3 separate regions of the Mus musculus genome follow, and all the other regions are linked to region 2. The links are chromatin contacts, called in public HiChIP or PLAC-seq and promoter capture Hi-C maps. All regions are on one chromosome and are shown on one strand. The core of a region is the stretch at or near the end of the contact, and the rest is flanking DNA. Distances in the headings are between cores, read along the strand shown.

The links. Promoter capture Hi-C pulls out the DNA fragments that hold promoters and counts their contacts. HiChIP or PLAC-seq counts read pairs in DNA pulled down with a chosen protein or histone mark.
Region 1: a contact with region 2 is called in an H3K4me3 HiChIP or PLAC-seq map of intestinal crypt epithelium, with 6 read pairs. The contact joins the enhancer-like site here to the promoter of Fabp2 in region 2. A contact is called at or near these places in 9 of 39 promoter capture datasets (cranial neural crest, embryonic stem cells, frontonasal cranial neural crest and 3 more), 1 of 484 Hi-C or Micro-C datasets (uterus), 2 of 115 datasets of contacts at active chromatin or transcription factors (intestinal crypt epithelium and intestinal villus epithelium) and 1 of 9 other capture datasets (adipose tissue).
Region 3: a contact with region 2 is called in a promoter capture Hi-C map of liver. The contact joins the enhancer-like site here to the promoter of Fabp2 in region 2. A contact is called at or near these places in 10 of 39 promoter capture datasets (the 3T3-L1 cell line, the HPC-7 cell line, cranial neural crest and 5 more), 3 of 15 datasets of contacts at CTCF or cohesin (the NIH/3T3 cell line, embryonic stem cells and large pre-B cells), 3 of 484 Hi-C or Micro-C datasets (cerebral cortex and embryonic stem cells), 2 of 115 datasets of contacts at active chromatin or transcription factors (embryonic stem cells and kidney) and 3 of 9 other capture datasets (adipose tissue, liver and pancreatic islet).

What each region holds. Positions count from the first base shown.
Region 1 is chr3:122,762,393-122,765,199 of GRCm38.p6, reverse strand. All of the region lies in intron 3 of Pde5a (phosphodiesterase 5A, cGMP-specific), which reads right to left. Among named protein-coding and RNA genes, the nearest start is that of Pde5a, 35 kb to the right of the region's middle. Within about 2 kb of position 1,304, at least 46 of the 459 cell types and tissues checked have an H3K27ac peak or open chromatin away from gene starts, as enhancers often do. A contact at or near this core is called in intestinal crypt epithelium, intestinal villus epithelium, trophoblast stem cells and 1 more, where this site is marked.
Region 2 is chr3:122,893,657-122,896,604 of GRCm38.p6, reverse strand. It overlaps Fabp2 (fatty acid binding protein 2, intestinal), which reads right to left and starts at 1,533. Exons shown (of 4, transcript NM_007980.3): 1 at 1,126-1,533. The coding sequence starts at 1,192. All of the region lies in intron 3 of 4933405D12Rik (RIKEN cDNA 4933405D12 gene), which reads left to right.
Region 3 is chr3:123,102,939-123,105,855 of GRCm38.p6, reverse strand. All of the region lies in intron 4 of Synpo2 (synaptopodin 2), which reads left to right. Among named protein-coding and RNA genes, the nearest start is that of Myoz2, 69 kb to the right of the region's middle. Within about 2 kb of position 1,280, at least 45 of the 459 cell types and tissues checked have an H3K27ac peak or open chromatin away from gene starts, as enhancers often do. A contact at or near this core is called in the NIH/3T3 cell line, adipose tissue and liver, where this site is marked.

The DNA of each region.
Region 1 (2,807 bases), core at 55-2,554, 130 kb after region 2:
GCTGTCTTCTCCACCACATATCAGGGACTCTCCCTCCAGAGTTTCTGTCTCTTCCAAGTCCTATTTCACACCACTTAATCACTCTCACACACTGGACAGATCTCCTCTCCTTTGATTGACTTTTGTCCTTTGGCCATTCATTTGCCTCTGACTAATAGGTCTTTGACCTTTTGGAAATAGACTATTTTAGCTTCCTCAAGCTTCTCTAGTCATTTTCCCCCTATTAACCCGTACCTTTAGAAGGAATAGAGAGAAGAGGGAGAAAGATAAAACCTTACTCTCTACACTGTATGCATAGCCATGATGCCGGCTTCCAAAATGACACTGCTATATCCATTATGTCAATGGATTATAACGTAACATTATTGAAAGGAACTCCTGAAAATTTTAATTTGCTAATATATCTCACAAGAACAAGAGGCTGGGCTGGCAAGATGGCTCAGCAAGTAAAAGGTGCTTACCACCCACCCTAAAGTCATGAATTCAATTCCCTGGACCCACATGGTAGAAGGAGAGAAAAAACTCTTAAAACTCTTACCTTCTGATCTCCATGCGTGTATGTGTATACACTCACGTGTGTGTGTGTGTGTGTGTGTGTGTGTGTGTGTGTGTGTGTGTACAGACAATAAGTAAATACATAACAAGAGGTAATACTCAGCATTTTAGTGAATCCTAAAAATCTTTCAGAGTGCCCTGGCCTATGTCAGAGCACAGACTTCAGTATGTAACACCCAACTTCCCCAACCACACAACTGCCAGGACTCTTTCCCCTGAAAAAAATATCACTGTCACTAAAGAGTATAAAATATTTTATAATCAAGAGATAAACAGTAATTCAATAATCATAGCTCTGTTAGGTTTTCTGGTAAGTAACTAGAATGGGAAGTAGCTTAATGGGAATGATTTAAACAAAGAGAAGGTAAATCCACTCACCCTCAATTATGAGAAGAAAAAAAAAAGACTAGAAGGCCATGTTTCTTTTAAAGTTGATATTTGGTTAAGGGATGACAAGCAGAATCCCAGGCCAGGCTATGCCACTCTCATCGGACCCAGCCCATGATTACGAGCTGGCTAGTGACTGCCTCGGGCTCCCACATTCCTTCTCTTACAAGTTTCATTATTGTTACTCACGTGAGTCGTTTCAAAAAGCACTAGATGGTATTTACTGACCATTTCCACAGTGTCACAAGGCATGTCTAGCCTTGTGTCTGTGTGAATACAGCTTTGCCAGTGGGTCTTTTATTACCCCCGCTTTGCAGAGAAGGAAAGTGAAGTTCAAAGAGATTAACCCCGATTAGTCATACAGGAAGCAATACGATGAGAGTCAAGCTCGGAGCAAACAGTCTTTACAATTATTCCAAAAGGCTCGTCGAGCCCGCCTGTAAATTTTCATTTAAGAAAATTCGAGAGACTTCCGGTAAGTTAACAGTCAAGAGACTATCTCCACCTGATGTGACAAAGGAGAAGAGGAATAACACGAACTGTTCCAAAGACAGAGAAGAGCTTTGGAGATTCACAAAAGCGATGACAGAAACATGCGGAGAGAAAGATTGCCAACTCCACCAAAAGGAAGCAGACCCCGGCAGACAGCTCAGGCCAGGCTCCCTGGGAGCGGAGGCAGCAGAAGCCTCAACCCAGAGGTGAGTGGAGCCAGGCAGTCCTGCCCTCAGGACAAGCCAAAGCTTCACAAACCCCAAACCAGTTGTGGGCTTTGGTCAAACAGGGATTCCTCATGCAGAAGGTCAGGACTAGATAGAGAAGGCCGGCAATATCCATGCAGCTGCTGCATATGACTCAGAGGGCAGTGGCCAGGCACACCCTAAAAGAAGAACTTACCATTTAAAACTCGGCTACCCTAAGGGCCTGACAACAAGGAATAACCACAGGTCTGGGAGCTTTAATTTAACCTGCAATAGCTCAAAATGGGAAGCCCTCTAGGACGCAATAATGGGAATGAGGGGGACCAGACACTAACAGGAGAAAAAGTAGAGTAGGCAGGAGGCTTGCTTCAGGAAGTGAAGTGCATGGGCAAAGGGAGTCCTGGTATAGCTCTTGGGAGAGGGGGTGTCTCTCTAATGGAGGCCACCAAGTTAACCAATCTACATCCATCTAATTCCCTTCAACACTGTAGAAAATGAGAAGTGTAAACCTCCAGGAGTCTTCTTGACATTCACAGTTACATTCCTCCAGTAGAATGACAAAGAATTGGGTCTCAAAAGCACAAACCTCAGTACTATGGTTGCGTCTCAAATTCATTCTGGAGACACACCCTAATGAGTGGTACACCCTAACTAAAAGGTACATGGCCGGTGAAGTCTCAGGAGGACAGAAGAACTGGCCCAGCCCACAGACTGAAAAGTTCCATGTACCTGTACAAGGAAAGGAGGGGATGTTATTTGTTAAAATGAAGACAGCTCTGGTTGACATTAGACCCTTGTTGGATATGAATTCAGTATGAGGATAAACCATAGGCAAGCATGGGTTTATACTCTGCTGTCTCAGAGCCCATGCAGAAAATTCTCTGCTACATAGTTGAGATTAAGCCAGGCACAAATTTTATAAAAACCTACAGTGGCCTTTGAATCTCTGAGGACCTGGTGGTTAGAATCAGAAATGTCTCCCATAGGCTTGGGTATTTGAACATTCGGTCCCCAGTTGGTAGTGTTATTTGTGGAGGATCCAAGGAGGTTAAGAATGTCAGTGGAGATAGTCACTGGGAGGTCATAGCTCTGCCCCACTTCTGTCTGCTTTGTGCTTGAGTATGGAGTCGTGGTCTCTCAGCTTCCTACTCTGGTGAAAAACAGCCA
Region 2 (2,948 bases), core at 284-2,783:
CTCAACACCACCAAAAATGCTTCTAGAGAAAAAAGGGGAAGCTCTGGCAGACCCAGAGAAGGTTCAAGCTGCTTTTCCAAAGTAAGAAAATGTAAACGAAGCTACAAAGTATAGCACCTTAGCCCTGGATAACAAAAACAAGATCAACAAACCTTTTGCTTCAATGATCAGCCCAATTTCAGCAATGTCAAATGAAGAATTAAAAGGTATATTCATACATTAAAGAAACACAACCTCAGGTCTGGGTATTTATTAATTTCCAACACTAAAATTGCATTTATTTGTTTTGTTGTTGTTGTTTGAAACTGGCTCTTGATATGTAACCCAGGCAGGCCCCAAACTTGCTGCATAGCACAGGTTAGCCTATAGTCTTTTCACTCTCAAGACTGTTAAGATCTCCAGTGTACACCACCATGGTTTGCTTGCCTTATAATTATATTGACTCTTTGTGGCATTCCTCATTGGCCTAAGCCAGAAAAATTATTCGGAAATTATATGATTAATTCATTATAATATGAAATTTTATAAACTTCAATTCAGGATCCCTAAAGTAAAAGATAATTTATTCAGGCTTTATTTCAAGTAATGAAACATTTTTGCCTAGTTTGTAGTGTAAGCTACCATACTAGTAGACATTTATAGTAGAGTTAAATTACACCTCTGTGAAGAATGTACAGCATTTTATGGTTATTCCTAACGTTAGATAAGTTAGAGGAAAGAATTACATATAATTTATTTAAGCTGGGTTTTGAAAAAATTATTTTCTTACTTTATTAAAAGATCCTTGCTTTTTTAATCCCCTATAATCCCGTGGGTTTTTTTTTTAAACTCTGGAAATTATAACTCACTATAATATTCTTTTTTAAATGAACGCAAACATGTCAGTTTTTAATTACGCATGTGCAATTACCAGGCAAGGGAAGAAATCATAGGTGTCTCTTTCTTTGGTGTGTTTCAGAGAGCAGGGCTTGCCCGAGGGAGACAAGATATTCTTCCTAAAGCAGGAGGTGCAAGTATGGATTTCCTGGCTCTGAACAATCGGTCAGCTAGAGCTTTGCCACATCACAGGTCATTCAGTAACTACACAGACAGGAGAAAACAAACAGACAGGAAGCCAGTGCTTACCCATTTTCTCCATGAACTTTTCATAGTTCTCGTTCCGGTCTACTTTCCACGTGCCGTCGAATGCCATGATCTCAGCTGTGTGTGTCTCTAGGAAAGCAGAGGTCCAGTCCTGTCCACTAGAGAGAATTTATTCTATTTCTTATCTTCGAACCAATTCATACTGTGATGTGGAAGTTCGAAGTTCAGGAGATAACCTAACCGCCTCACATGCCAGGCCCCTTTGGTTTCTCTTCCCATGCTTTCTTTGAATCTACTGCTGGGATTCAACTGAATTAAAATCTGATAATCATTCCTACTCTGCCTTCAACTACAGCATGTGGGCATTTTTATTTCAAGAATTAGGGCCAGGTAATGATGGCTGACACTTTTAATCGCTGCTCTCCGGAGGCAGAGGCAGCCAGTTCTAAGGTTGGTCTAAAAGGGAGTTCCACTCCAGCCAAAAAGCAAACAACAAAAATGAATTAGGCAATAAACCAATCCAAACAAACAAACAACAACAACAAGAAACTCTCAAGGTAGTTTTCTATTTACAAGTTCAAAGTGCACACTATGTAGCAGGTAATATAATTTGTAACATATATCAAACTTCGGAGACATGAGACTTATACCCCAAGCCTTTCACAGGAGCCTTACAAAACTAAACACAAATGCAACTTCAAAGTTAAAGTTTGAGTGATTGTTGGAGCTAAAAATGTATTTTTATTTTAATTAGGAATAATCTTTTCCCTAAGATTAGTTTATTGAAATAAAATTAATCTTAAATTTAATATATTAGCTATTTGCCCAAACATCACTGTCATCATATTCTGAAACAGTGTTATTATTCCTAAAAGAAACTGCATACATTTCTAGCAGTGGGTGTTCATTTTCTATTTTAGACCATTAGGTTCTCAGCTGCTTTCTACCTCTATAGACATTTCATACAAATATAATTGCATAGTAGGTGGTCTTTTTATGTTTGAATCTTTTCACTGAATGTGTTCTCAATGTTTACATATCAGCCAGCTCTTTATTTTTTAATGTTTTATTCTTGATTAATGTGAGTAAATTATGTAAATTAAGGAATTCCGCATGACATTTCAATACAGGCATAATCAAATCCAGTTTCCCTCCCTCCCTCCTCTCATGCCAACCTCGAGCAACACACTCCAAACAATGTTTGTTAGTTGAAGTTATGTTTTCTAATATACCCTTTTGCATTGTATTTGGGGTTATCAGAGGTTTGTAGAAATATCCCTGGTTCCTGGCATACTTGTCTGATGCCCTGGGAATCATGAGGTTTTTTGTTTGTTTGGTTTTGTCTTGAAGGGTTATAGATCACTAAGCAAAACCTCAAGAGGTAGAAATGTGGGTGTATAGTGAGAATTCTGGAGTTTTGGTTTCTTTTAAAAACACAGGAACACTATGGGGATGTGTTTTTATTTTGATCCCTGGTGTGGTGTATAGGGCTGCTTCGGACTGTCAGAATCAGCTGTCCATGATTTGCTTCGTGCTCTAGCAGGGGTGTGATTTTGCCAGCTGCAGATGGTTGGTTGTTTTTGGTTGCGTTTGGTAAGTAGTCATGTGAAGGAAGAAACAAGAAGAGAAGGAGAGAAAGGAGAGAAGGAAGAGGAAGAGGAGGAGGAAGAGGAAGGAGGAGGAAGAGGAGAAAGAGGAAGGAAGAGGAAGGAGGAGGAGGAGGAGGAAGAAGAAGAAGAAGAAGAAGAAGAAGAAGAAGAAGAAGAAGAAGAAGAAGAAGAAGAAGAAGAAGAAGAAGAAGAAGAAGAAAAGAAGAAGAAAGAAATAAAATTCCTGACTGAGAAGATCAAACTTGCCCCCAAAAA
Region 3 (2,917 bases), core at 31-2,530, 210 kb before region 2:
ACTTTGGGCATCCTAACAGTACTACTAAGCAGAATTATAATGCGAGACTCGCCAGCTTCCAGTGTTTCAAAGAAGACGAGTAGTTATCACTGGGACCTGTGAGGGTGACACTTCCAGCTGAGGCAGCAGCCACCCTAGATGTACCTGGGGTGGGGGGATCAACCCTTCCTGCTATGCAGACCCCATTGGAAGATTCCCCCAAGACAGACAACCCTCCCTGTCTTAGGCTTATAATTGCTGTGAAGAAACACCATGTCCAAAAGCGAGCTGGGGAGAAGAGGGTTCATCTGGCTTACCCATTCACATTCTTGTCTGTCATTGAAGGAGGTCAGGACAGGAATTCAAATAGAGCAGCAGCTGATGCAGAGGCCATGGAGGGATGTTACTTACTGCCTTGCTCCTCGGGGCTTGCTCAGCCTGCTTTCTTATAGAACCCAGGACCACCAGCCCAGGGGTGGCACCACCCACATTGGACTGAACTCTCTCATCAAGAACTCGTTAAGAAAATGCCCTACAGACTTGCCTGTAGCTCAGCCTCCTGGAGGCCCTTTGTTTTTTTTTTTTTTTTTTTCAATGGAGGCTCCATCTCCTCAGATGTCTCTAGTCTGTGTCAAGTTCATAAAATTAGCCAGCACAGTCCCTGTCAAATACTTCCAAGCAACCGTAGACCACACCTTACATTTCAGACAAGTGTGCTGAACAGACTCCATCAAACAAATTCCCAGCCCTTGTAGGCTGGTATGTGCCAGACTGTGCTCACTGCTACCAGGACCGTAGAGGACCAAGAGAAAACGGAGATCCGTGAGAAAGAACAAAAGAAAACCCTCAAATTTAGTGACAATAATACCGAGTGACAAAAATTCCCGCAAAATTAGGAATTAAGAAGCTGTGATTTGGGGACAGGGCATTGCTCAACAGTACAGTGCTTGCCCAGAAAATATGAGGTTCCAGGATCCATCCCTGATGCTGGGGAGGAAAAAGGGACTGGTTTGATTTGGTATGATCAAAAGATAATCACCTCTTAAGTAAATTCCATGTGGGATTACCCGAGATGATGCAAATACTCTCTCAGCACACAGAGGTGCACACACACACACACACACACACACACACACGCACACAAACCCTTTTATTTTTGAGATAGAGTCTCACTGTGTGTTCCTGCCCTGACAACACCCACTGACCCATTCATTCACTGCACCTCACTGTCCCCAGGCCTGCTGCAACTCCCTCTGGGGACAAAGGGTCAATGACCCGACCTGTTTTGCAGTACTTGATCTTGCCTAAGAGGTATGGTTGCTTTCCAAAGCCAGACTGAAATCTAGGTCTCCACAGAGCAAGCGCCCAGGGCCTGGGAAGGCATAGACACAAGCCTCAGAAGCCATGCAGGGAGGGACGTCAACATGACCACCTCCGCCCAGGGAATTTTTGTGGATTTTCTGGTACTTCTAGAATGTCTATGAGTCAGAAGCAGAAGTCGGAGCTCAGAAGACTCGACCTTTAAAAAAGAATCACAAATCAAAACAAGCTTGGATTTGGAATTTTGTTTCGGATATAATGAAACAGAAATGGCTTAGATTTTCATGTGTGACGTCTAGTCATAGCTAAAGACAAAACACAACTGGGCCCCAAACAGCCAAACCCCAAAAGCCACAACTGGGTCTTGAATTGGTTTACCCTTGGTCATTTTTCCCCAGTGTGTTTCAAATGTATAAATGCCGTCAACAACTGCTCACTCCAGAATAAGATCCACTATTGAGTAACCTGGATACCCCAGGTGTCAGTCTAAGGCATGAATCTGCCATTTTGAGTTTTCTTTTCTTTTTTTTTTTCCCACACTTAGCACCCAAGGATGAATACCTGACCTGCTTGTCAATGTTTGGATATGGCTAACTAATTCTTCACGGCAGCCTAGTATGAGCTCCATCGACGCTGGAATCTGAATTAGGAAAGTCTTGCTGAAAGCCAGCATAATGGTGCAATGGTGAAGGCAGTAAGATTAGGAGTTAAAGGTCTCCCTCAGCTATAGACGAATTTGGAGGCTAGCCTGGGCTTCATGAGTGCCCCCCCCCCCCCCCCCCCCCCCGCATCTCAAACCAAAGCAAGTCAGGAACTAAGTATGAGATACAGGATAAGCCACCATGCCCGTATGTCTTTCTTGTGTTTTATTACATCGTTTTCCAACTTTCATTTCCATGGGAGTAAAGATTGGCATGGCCTTACCTTGGATACTTATTTATTAGATCTGGGTGGGAGCCAGGAATTTGTCATCTGATACTTGTTTGTTTGTGCACCTCATTTTATAAAACGCATTTCTAACACCTGTCTAACAGTCCTTTAAGACTCTTAATAGTTTGTAGGCTCCCCTCATCAAAGACAACCAAACCACGCAGGGCTGTGGGCCTGCTCGGACTCTGTGAGGTGTTAAAGCAAACGTGATTACGCCTAGCGTCCACCAGGTGGCAGCAGACTCTTCTCCCTCGTAGAGCTTCCCAGACCGCCATTCCAAAGTTTGTGGCTCAGCAACTGACTTCCAGTATTGTCCTTGTTGTTTTATTAAAGATAGGAGAAGCCTCAAGATCTGATTTTGTCAGATCAGTCACTACACATCAAGGGTGAGATAAATATTTTTCAGAAGCAGAATTATAGTTTTATCACTTAAGACAGTCTTGAGCGCTTCAGCATCTTTGTAACTCTCAGAGAAGGGATTGTCAAAGAAAAGCTGCCCTTGGTTTGGGGACCTAGACCTGCTAACTCCAATCAAAAGTGGTTTTTAAAGTGACTAACTTAAAATTTGAAATCTCTCTGGAAGTGAGATTTCAAAACATTCTTATTGATCTAAATCAAAGAATTCTGAAGCATTTTGAATGTTAATTAGCCATACTTCCCTTCCTTCTTTTTATCAGGTTTCTTTGAA